Linked DNA regions of Gossypium hirsutum: region 1 is linked to region 2. The links are chromatin contacts, called in public Hi-C maps. All regions are on one chromosome and are shown on one strand. The core of a region is the stretch at or near the end of the contact, and the rest is flanking DNA. Distances in the headings are between cores, read along the strand shown. Region 1 has its middle 30 kb from the start of LOC121232113. Region 2 holds the start of LOC107936623 (putative transcription factor bHLH086).

Region 1 (5,246 bases), core at 1,310-3,809, 160 kb before region 2:
GGGTCACACTAATGCGAGTGAAATCCTACAATTCCGATTCATATCCCTTGATCAAACTATCTCCCTTCTCTTGCTGCGTCCTTTCGGACCATACTCGGACTACCGCATTATCCTCCACTCTATCAAGAAACCTTTTTTCCATGTTAAGCTTTTCTATTTAGTAACTGAACGTGAATCAACACATTCGTATAATGTAATGCCATGCAATAACAACAAAATACAACAAGTCAGTATACAAAAATAGAATCCAAAGCAAATAGGAAATAATCAAGCACCTATTCGGATAACCACTAAGGTTTGGAGTAGTTCTACCTAGGGTTGGCTCTTAGGGCTCATTATATGCTGCTCGGTTCTAGAGTAAGGGTACCTGAACCAGCAGATTCCTCAATCTTCACCCATTATAGGCTCATATGGATTGAGTTCGGTTCAGGGGAATACATTTCCCTATGGCTACACGGAGATGAAAATCTCACGAAGACATAGGTACAGATGTATCCCGAAAGCGATCCACTATCCTACACGGAGGTGAAAACCTCATGAAGGAATAGTTTCTCACTCCCACTTAAAAAGGGAAGATCAAACGATCATGTAATGCGATATGAAAAACTATTTAAAGACTCAAACCAATGAAACATGTAATGTATCATAGACCACAAAAATAATAGATGAAGTACAAAGAAAGGATCGTATTTCGAAACCAAATTTTTTATTTTCGACAACAAGACAAAAGTTAATCAACTTGTGGCTCGACTCTTTTAGTGTTCCCTAGCGGAGTCGCCAAGCTGTCGAAACCTTTCTTTTGAAAACGAGGATCGACTTTGGTTTTGAAAACGATAAACGAAAATTGGGAGTCACCGCCAATCTTTTTGTTTAGGTGTGATCAGATCACCTAGAAATTTGGTTATTTTAATAAAACATTTTGTTTTATTAAAACAACGATTTTGGTCTACGAAATTTGAGAAAATGGGTTCGGGAGTCAGTTACGTACGAGGAAGGATTAGCACCCTCGTAACGCCCAAAATTGGTACCTAATTTATTAATTAATGTCTTAATGTCGAAATCTAAAAAAACTCGAAAAGAATTTAGAATACGATCCCTTTTTTTACGTTGATCTATACAAAGAATTTGCTTGAGTAAATCGAATTGGATTCTAAAGACCTTCTAATCCCAAAGTAATAAAATGCCACATCCAGTACTTTAGGACGCAACATTTCAGACCCTCGAGAATAAGTTGGCCTTTTGATTTTCAAAACTCATACGTTTTAATTCTTAAAGGTTATTCGGTCATTCGGATCAAACGAGAAAAATCAAAACCCAGTACGTTAGGGCACGATCTCTCGAATTTTCAAATGCAGAACATTGCCTTACTTTAAATTTTTCTTTATTTCTTAAAAATTTTATCAAACGTAAGTTCAAAATGCCATGGGTTATTTTGAAGCATAATACAAAGACAATCAATTATATGTAAACATAGTTCATGGGGAATAATAATGCAATAAAATAAAACAACTATACGAGCCAAGAATATATGATAAATAAATGATATGATAATACTAATATACTATAATAGTCATGGTAATATTAACAGACAAATTGCAATAACAATAATACATATGAATATGAATAAGTAAAGATGAAATAAATAATAATAATAATAATAAAGTAATAATGAATAAATAAATATAAGGGAAAAGATTTAAAAAATATTGAAAGTAAAGAACCAAATTAAAGGATAAATGAAATTTAAAATATAATTTGTAATAAAACATAGGTAGATAAATAAATATAAATAGTAATAACAATAATAATAATAACGATAGGTAATATAAATAATTCAGTTTCCTTTAAAAATATATATACATATATAAAAAGATAATAAATGGATAAAGGAATAAATAACAATGAAGTAAAAATGATAGATGCTGAAATGACAATAATAACAAAATTATAAATAAAATAATTAAATGAAAACAAACAAAAATTTAAAGAGGAACGAAAGGACAATGACAAATGAACACAAGGATTATAATAAAATATGAATGTATAATATACATACATATATATATATGAACAAGTAAACGAAGGAGCGAACAAATAAAATAAAAGAATAATGAACAAATGAACAAGTAAATAAATAAATTAATTAATTAATTAGAACAAAAGGACTAAGTCGGAACTTAAACAAAACTAAAAGATAAACTGAAATTTAAATTCTCAAATAATAGCGAGTGGACGAATAAATAAAAGAATCCAAACGAGAGGTTAATTTGATGCTAAAATAAAGTTAAAGAGACAAATTAAATGAAACAAATAACATAAGGGTTATAATTTGACGTATGAAAACAAGAAAGGACCAACAGGGAAATTATCCCTTGTCTTCAAAATGCCCTCGTTTCAAGCATTTAACCCTTTTAAACGGTCTAAGGACCAGAATAAAACAAAGTTAAAAGTTTGTGATGAAATTAAAAAAAATAAAAATAGGATACAACTAAATTGCGCGCATCACAAAAGCGGAGGGACTAAAGTAGATATTTTCCCTCTTAAAGGAAACGCGTGGACCCCCCTAGAGTGGGTCGGGTCGCGCACGGGCCCTCCAAACGATGCCGTTTCAGCGTTAGAAACCCAGGTGCAAAACGATACCCTTTTTGCATTATCATTTAAGCCATTTTTTTATTTGCTTCCTCTTTTCTAAAAAATTTCAGAGAATACCCCCCCATTTGCATTTTTTTTCTAGGGTTTATAGCCCTCTTTGAGCCGCCGTTAGACCATCGTGAACCCGCCGTGGATTCCACCGTAGACGGTGGTCCAAAGCCTCATGGAATCGGGTTTGTGACCCTCTTGAAGGGCGATTCGATGGTGAGGCTCCCTAGACCGAAGAAAACAAAAGAGAAAGAACCCCCTGCCTCCTCCTTGGGTCGATTCCGACGACGGGAAAGAAGACTCCAGCGACGCAAACCCGGGGTTTTGGGTAAGTTTTTCCTTTTCCTTTTTATTTATTTTTTTGTTAAAAATAAATTTAAAAGGTAGAAAAATAAATAAAAAATAAAATCGAAAGAAAAAAGAACAAGAAATTGAGATTTAAAATCAACCTTTTTTGTTTTTTGCTTTTTGATTGCTTAATCGTCTGTAAAAAAAAATACAATCTGTTCTTTCTTGGCTTTATAGCCGAAATACAATCTATTTTTTATTTTCGTTTAGGCCTCTATTTCTACTGTTTACCTTTGCGTGTTGCCTTGTCTCTGTTCCTCTTTTGGGTATGTTTGCAGGTCGGGGAAGGTCAACAAAGGGGGGCTTTCGTTTTGGTGCAACGGGACAAAGGGGAGTCGAGCCTCAGGCGTTGGACGTGCCGACGAGGCACATGGGACGTGCGGCGTTAAGGGAGACTAGGATTTCCTGCTAGCTGAGATTGGTTTAGGCATTGGGCCTATCGGGCCGGTAGGAAGTGGGTTAGGAATTTAGGTTATTTGGGTTTTTCGGGCTTGGTTTTATATTTGGGTCCTTTTAATGTGTAAATGGACTGCTGAATCTTTTTACTTATCTTGTTTTTATTGGTTTGGGCTCGGGCCGGGCAAAATGGACCTATTACAATGCCCAAGAAAAGACATCTCTTAAATTGGACTTGATAGATGACATTTTAATCTTTCAATCGGTTTTCTCTTTTTAGATTAGACTAAAGACATGTTTAGATTTATTAACATAAGATGTCTTTTCGTACTACGATCCAACCATGTAATATCGCTTAGTATTAGTTAAACATTAGACAATTAATGAGCAACATTTTCTTCCATTTTATTTTACATACAAAAACCATGTGAGGATAATTATACAAAGTATATTAATGTAATCAAGTAAATTTGTTTTATTAACCAATTTATTTCAAAAAATTACAACTACATATTGACGAAAATACTACAGTTAAAACACCAAATCCAACACTTTGTGATTGTGTTCATTTTTGAAATTGTTAAATACATGTGCATTGTTTATACTTTGTGCTTATAAAAGTACTTTACTTTTATAAATAAACAAATATTAATGTAAATATATTTTTATTTTTATTTTTTTATGTTTTTTAATAAAATAATACTATATATAATACGATTTGGATTTAGAATACAAGTAAAGCACCACTTGATTTTATGATAACATGTAAACTGATTGTTTGTCCTTGAGCAATTGTCATCATTTTCGCTACTTCAAAATACTTATTTCAGAAATTGTAACATAACAGTTGAGAAAATTATTAGTTTTTTTTTTCTAATCCATTATCATAATTAGGATATCTATGGTTAGGGTTGATTGATTGGTTGGTTGCATTTGTCTTATATGCTAAAAGATGGTTGACATTATTTTTATAGTAAAGTCCAAAACTTTGGTTTTTAAACCTATAACGACTCTATGATTTAAAGTTTTAATTACAGTAAAAAATAGCTTTAATTAAATGAGATTAGAGGAAAAAGGCATACAGAAAAAGATTTAAAAAGTTTAAATGTCTTTAAATTATTTTATTTCTTAAATAACTTTTTCATTTTTTATTGCAATTAAATGTATGTTTGATAAATCATTAAATATGTTTTAACTATTTTCAATTTAATCCTATTCGATTGATTGATCTGTTTCTATTTTTTTTGTGATAAAAAAAATTTTAAGACTTTGTTTGATTTTAAGAAACAAAAATCATTTTCGATTTTGTAATTAAATTGTTTTTAATTATTTTGACCAAAAATATTTTGTAAAATTGAAAAAATTAAATTATTTTTAATTTTATATAAATGGACTAGGATTAAAACACATCTAAATTCAATTTTTTTTATTTCAATAATTTTCAAATATCAAATTTGTTATCGTAGTTCGAACTCATTAAAATATATAATTTTTTTTATTTTGATTATGATCTTTTTATTGTATGAAAATACGTATTAAACATGTTTTCATTATTGAAATTATTTTTTTTTGCTTTTATTTAACAAACATGCTTTTCAATTTTCAAAAAAATAAAAATAAACGTTAATTTTTAAAAATGAAAATATAAAATATTTTTAAAAATAAAATGGAACCTAACACTCTATTTGGTTTTAGGAAACATATGTCATTTTTTATTTTTTATTTTATTTTTCAAAATGGAAAATATTGTAGAAAACATTATTAATGAAAAAATATATAAATCATAAAATAAAAATAAAAATTTTGTTTTCACTATTTTATCAAAAACGCAATATACGACAAAAATTTTTTAAAACACATTA
Region 2 (5,183 bases), core at 2,100-4,599:
TATGATATAAAAATACATTAATAAAATAATAATATTAAATTATTAATAATACTATATAACATATATATATACACACATAAGTATTAAGTAAAAATGATAATGATAGGATGCTAATAAGTAAAAAATACAAGCATAATAATAATATAATATAATATTATGAATAATATTAAAGTTAAAATAGAAATAAAAAAATGGACGAATTTGGATTGAAAATAGAGTTTTTGAGGCGAATTTAAAAGAAATAAAGGGGACTGATTTGAACACGCGAGCAAACAGGAGAGCTTAAAAGAGCAAATAATCCAACCTTTCTAAACGACGCCGTTCAAATATCCCTCCTTCAAACGGGCAGAGGACCAGATTGAAGCAAAATTGAAATTACAAGGCTAAATTTAAAGACATGAAAAGACCTGATTAAAATCAACAAAAATTGTGGAAGGACTGCATACGAAATTGTCCCAAATAGCAAAAACACGCGGATCCTTCTGTGGAGCGGTCGAGTTTCGGGTCGGGTAGAGCGAAACGGCGTCGTTTTAGGGCTTATGGGTGCCGAGCAAAACGACGTCGTTTTGTAACATCTATATAAGTTAAAATTTAGCCTTTGAAATCACTTTTTGCTATTTGTTTCTAAAAAAACTAAGCCCTTTTTTTGTTTTCTCTGCAGGTCCAAGCTCGGTCAGCAATCCGGCGAGCTACCACCGTCCTCCGTCACGTCTCCGGCGCCGGAGTAAAATTTTTTCTTGTTTTGTTTTAAAGTTATTTATACATATAAGGGTATATAATAGGTAGATTCGGTTATGAAATAACAACGAAAAAAAGAAAAATAAAGCGAATCACCTTAGGCCTATGGCTTCTGTTTCTGAGGGCTTTGGGTTTATTTTGATGCCGTTTCTCTTATTTTTTGGTGGCTAATATTGTTGTTTTCTTTGCTTAAAAAGATTGAATGCTTTGTTTGTATATATCAAGATTTGCCGAAAAAAACAATGGTTTTTGCTTGGCTTTTTATAGCCATTACATGCCTCTCTTTTCTACTTTCTGTCCCTTTTTTATTAATGTTTGCAGGTGTTTGTGGCGGTGGACTTGACCTGTCGGTGGGAGCAGAGGCGGTGGTGGATGGGACAGGGAGCAAGTGGCTGAACGGCTAGGGTTTTAGGTTTTACCTTATTTTTCTTTAATGTATTGGGCTAGGGTTTCCTTTGTAATTGGGTTTTGGGTAAAAATAGTTTGGGCTTTGTGGGTTAGAAGATAGGTTTTGGGCTAGAAAATGGTCTATTGGGTTTGGGTCTGGAGGTTATTTGGGCCCACAAATTGGGCTTGTACAAACGGAATTGTAAGAAAAGATTACGTCTAAAATCAATGCCCTCACTATTCAAATCATGTGATGATTTAGTTTGCATAATCTTTAGTGAATTCTTGTGGATGATATTCAAAGACATGCAAAGCTCTTAAAATTCATGGTACGAGGACAGCAAACAATTCTCCTAAAAACATGGAATTGCTCTTTGTGTTCATTTTTCCCCACAAGGCCAGATTTGCTTTTTATGCAATTTCCCCCTATAGACCATCCAACAAAACATGTGGAGAGGATGATTTTCATTGGGTTCACAAAAGGTACAGTTACTAATTAATAATGGATATACAAATTGAATTAACATTTCTTACATCTCATTACTTGCAATAAATGCACCGTTTCCATTACAATAGATAAAAAGGACTTCGTGTCAGCCTTATAATTAGTGTTAAAAGGTTCCGAATAATTTAAGAGTTTAAGAATTATGAATAAAAATAGGTATTGTATAAAAAATTTATTGGTTATAATAGTTAATTCGTGTTAACCAAAATTTATTTTAAAAAAAAAATTGAACTGGCCAATGTTAAGTTGATTAGGTTAGGTGAATTAAGAATTAAGTCCAAAAAAGTAAGTGGTTGATTAATTAAGTTGGCTTTTCAATTTTTTAACCTACTTATTTTATAACATAATTTCAAATTAAAATCCCAATCAACTTTAATTTGTGTTTAACCAGACGTAGGTGGAAGGAAATAAGTGGAAGATAATCGATTTAACCTACTTAATTCATTAAACTGACTTCTTTTTCTTTAGAAAGAATCAATAGAATTGGTGAATGTTAAGTCAGTTCGAATTAAAGTATGAATTAATCAACTAAATTTGATTTTAGATTTTTAACCCAACCGACTAGTGTCCCTTAATTTCTACTTAAAAAAAAACTCCAGATGTAGAAGAACAAAATCTTGAGACACTGGAACCAGATCAATGCTAAATAATCAATTAAAGTACCAGACAATAGAATAGATGGCCATGATTTGACTTACAAAGCCACCATGAAAAAACCAGTAGAAAACCCACATGCAGAAGTGAAACAACGTAGGAAGCAACCTCAAAAAGCTAAAATTTTCTTCAAGTGTATGAAGCAAATAGTTCATATAACAATAAATATGGGGGGAATCTGAGAGACGTGGGCAGGGAGAAAATTCCGCCGATCCTTATGCTGCTTTTTAATTCGATTTTCTTTTTCTACCTTTGTTTTTCCATTTAATCTTCGATCAACCTCTGCCAGCTAACAATCCCGATGCAATCATATTATATAATATTATATATATGTGTATATAATTTGCTAGTTCATTACATCTGTGAAATTGCAGCAATATTTAATACTGTGTTTCTTGTTCCCATAAGGAGAAAAAAAAAACCCAAGTATTTTCGATTCCCATCTATAGTTTAAGTATTGCATTAAAACCCATCTTAGAGAGGTTAATTCCATAAAATGTCCATAAATTATTGCTCTATTCTAAATTGGTCATTAAATTTCAAAACGTTGTAATTAAATCTTCAAAGTATTAGTATTATATTAACCAGATCATTCTGTTAGTCTAGCTGTGAATTTAGGCATATTTAATATAGGTGAATTATATTGTAAACACGTGTATTGATCACACAAACAATTTGTATCTAACATGTTAAAAAGATAATATCAATAAAAAAATAAGATTATTTCTTTTTAGTTTTTTAACACGTTAGGTTTGATTTATTTATGCAGTAGGTGCATTTTTATATACAATTTCATCCATGTACTTAAATATACTTGATGTCAAATTCGAATAGCATTTAACGTTCAAGCTAATTGTTAGATTGATGGAAAGACTTAATGTATATATTAATAATTTATAGACTTAATTAAAATATTTTAAAGTTTGGAAACTAATTCAAAATCCAAGTCATGATGGAGGATTTTTGATGAATGGACCGAAATTAATATTTAATTTATATGTTTGAATTTTTAGATATATATATAGGCATTCTAGGGAAGTTGTCATTCAACCCCTTTTTTTTTTCACTATCATAATGGCACTAGCCAAGGACCCTATTTGCTCACTTCAAACCTCAGCTTTCAATAATGGAAACTTTGATGAAGGTGGTGATGATCACTTGAAAAAGCTTGGCGGTGGTGTCAACAACTTTCCGATGACTAGCTCTTCCTCATTTTCCTCTCCGCGTAGTATTGATTCCGACAGTTTCGTATTCCGGCCACCGCATGAGGAAGTTCATTCATTGATAAACTTCAAAGGCAGTTCAATGTACGACAACTTCATTCATCAATATCATCATGGGACTAATTATGGATCTCTTCTTAGCTTTGAACAAAACGAGAAGGCTCCACGAAGCGGTACTTACTTAAAAAGAGCAAGTCACAAAGATAATTATTCTATGTGGGATCCTCGCTTGGTGGAAGATTTTAGTTGCTTTGAAACAGCTAGCAATTTTAGCTCGAAAGAGAACAATGGAGATTGGTTATACTCTGAATCAGCAATGGATGCTGACAGTATACCGGAGTTACGGTCACCAGGAGTTGCCGGCGTTAAGCGTCTGAATACGGTACCATTTCTTCTTTTCCGTTTCAATCCAAGTAATTAAAACACAATTCATATGATAAAATTGTGTGTTTTTTTTTTAGGGAGATAGCACTCAAGCTTTGAAGAAACAATGTAGCAATGAAGCTAAGAGGGCTAAATCAAAGTCCGGTCCTTCAAAGGATCCTCAAAGTATTGCAGCCAAGGTTTGCTTTACATGCATTGAAACTTGTTTTTTTAGGGTATAATTCCACTAAGAATCCCTAAACTACCCTCGAAATTCTAAATTGGTCTCAAACTCTAAAACATTCCTATCAAGTCATCTACATATTAGAGTATTGTATCAATCACGTCTTTCTATCACTTTAGTTTCTATTTAGATATTAAATGCTAATCCAAATTTGACATGGAGTACATGTAGAGCACGTGAATTAAATTATAAACACGTGTATTTACTACATGAATTCTCTAGATCTAACCGGTTAAAAAAATAGACAATACCAATAAAATTCAAGAGAATTTTTCTTCTCTTTTTAACAAGTCAATTCCAAGTTTTCCATGCAATAGGGACGCAAATGTTCATAATATGATTCACTTGTTTTAAACATATTCCATATTAGATTTGAGCTATTAATTAATATCCAAGCTAATAGTTAGGCTAACAGAAAGATATGATTGATACAATAATGATATTTTGAGTACTCAATTACAACGCATTGAAGTTCAAGGATTAATTTAAAATATAAACCATAATTTGAGGATGTCATGTTGAATTAACCCTTTTTTATTAATAGGAAAACAACCAAAATCAAGAGGGAAAATTAACTATGAGAAATTGCTTTTGATGTAAATATACAGAATCGACGTGAGAGGATCAGTGAGCGGTTGAAGATACTACAAGAACTAGTGCCTAATGGTTCCAAGGTAAGCAATTAATTATTAATTACAACTGAAACAAATATATATTTTCCCATTGTACTTATTTGTTAAAATTGGAAATTAATTATATGCATGTTTATAAATTTGTTTGCTCCACAGGTTGATCTAGTAACCATGCTGGAGAAAGCAATTAGCTATGTCAAGTTCCTTCAATTACAAGTGAAGGTGAGAGGGAGATCTTCAGCTTTCTATTCATCATATAGGGCTTATCATAAATGGCAATTTTACTCAAAAGGCTTTGTTATTTTATGATATATATGGGTGAATATACCTGATAGGTTTATTATAGGAATTTAATCAAATTAGTCTCTCTATTATTCAACGGATCAATTTTATCTTTATATTATTAAAAAGAATCAAATAAGGCTAAATTGGAATAG

What was found. A called contact is a pair of places that touch in the nucleus more often than the background predicts.
Region 1: a Hi-C map of leaf shows a contact between it and region 2, with 2.6 times the contacts expected there. The contact joins the enhancer-like site here to the promoter of LOC107936623 in region 2. A contact is called at or near these places in 5 of 34 Hi-C or Micro-C datasets (all in leaf).

The regions. Positions count from the first base shown.
Region 1 is chrA07:11,474,699-11,479,944 of Gossypium_hirsutum_v2.1, reverse strand. No RefSeq gene overlaps it. Among protein-coding and RNA genes, the nearest start is that of LOC121232113, 30 kb to the right of the region's middle. Within about 2 kb of position 2,559, at least 9 of the 9 cell types and tissues checked have an H3K27ac peak or open chromatin away from gene starts, as enhancers often do. A contact at or near this core is called in leaf, where this site is marked.
Region 2 is chrA07:11,313,245-11,318,427 of Gossypium_hirsutum_v2.1, reverse strand. LOC107936623 (putative transcription factor bHLH086) reads left to right here and starts at 3,349. Exons shown (of 5, transcript XM_016869381.2): 1 at 3,349-3,889; 2 at 3,969-4,070; 3 at 4,723-4,788; 4 at 4,903-4,968. The coding sequence starts at 3,359.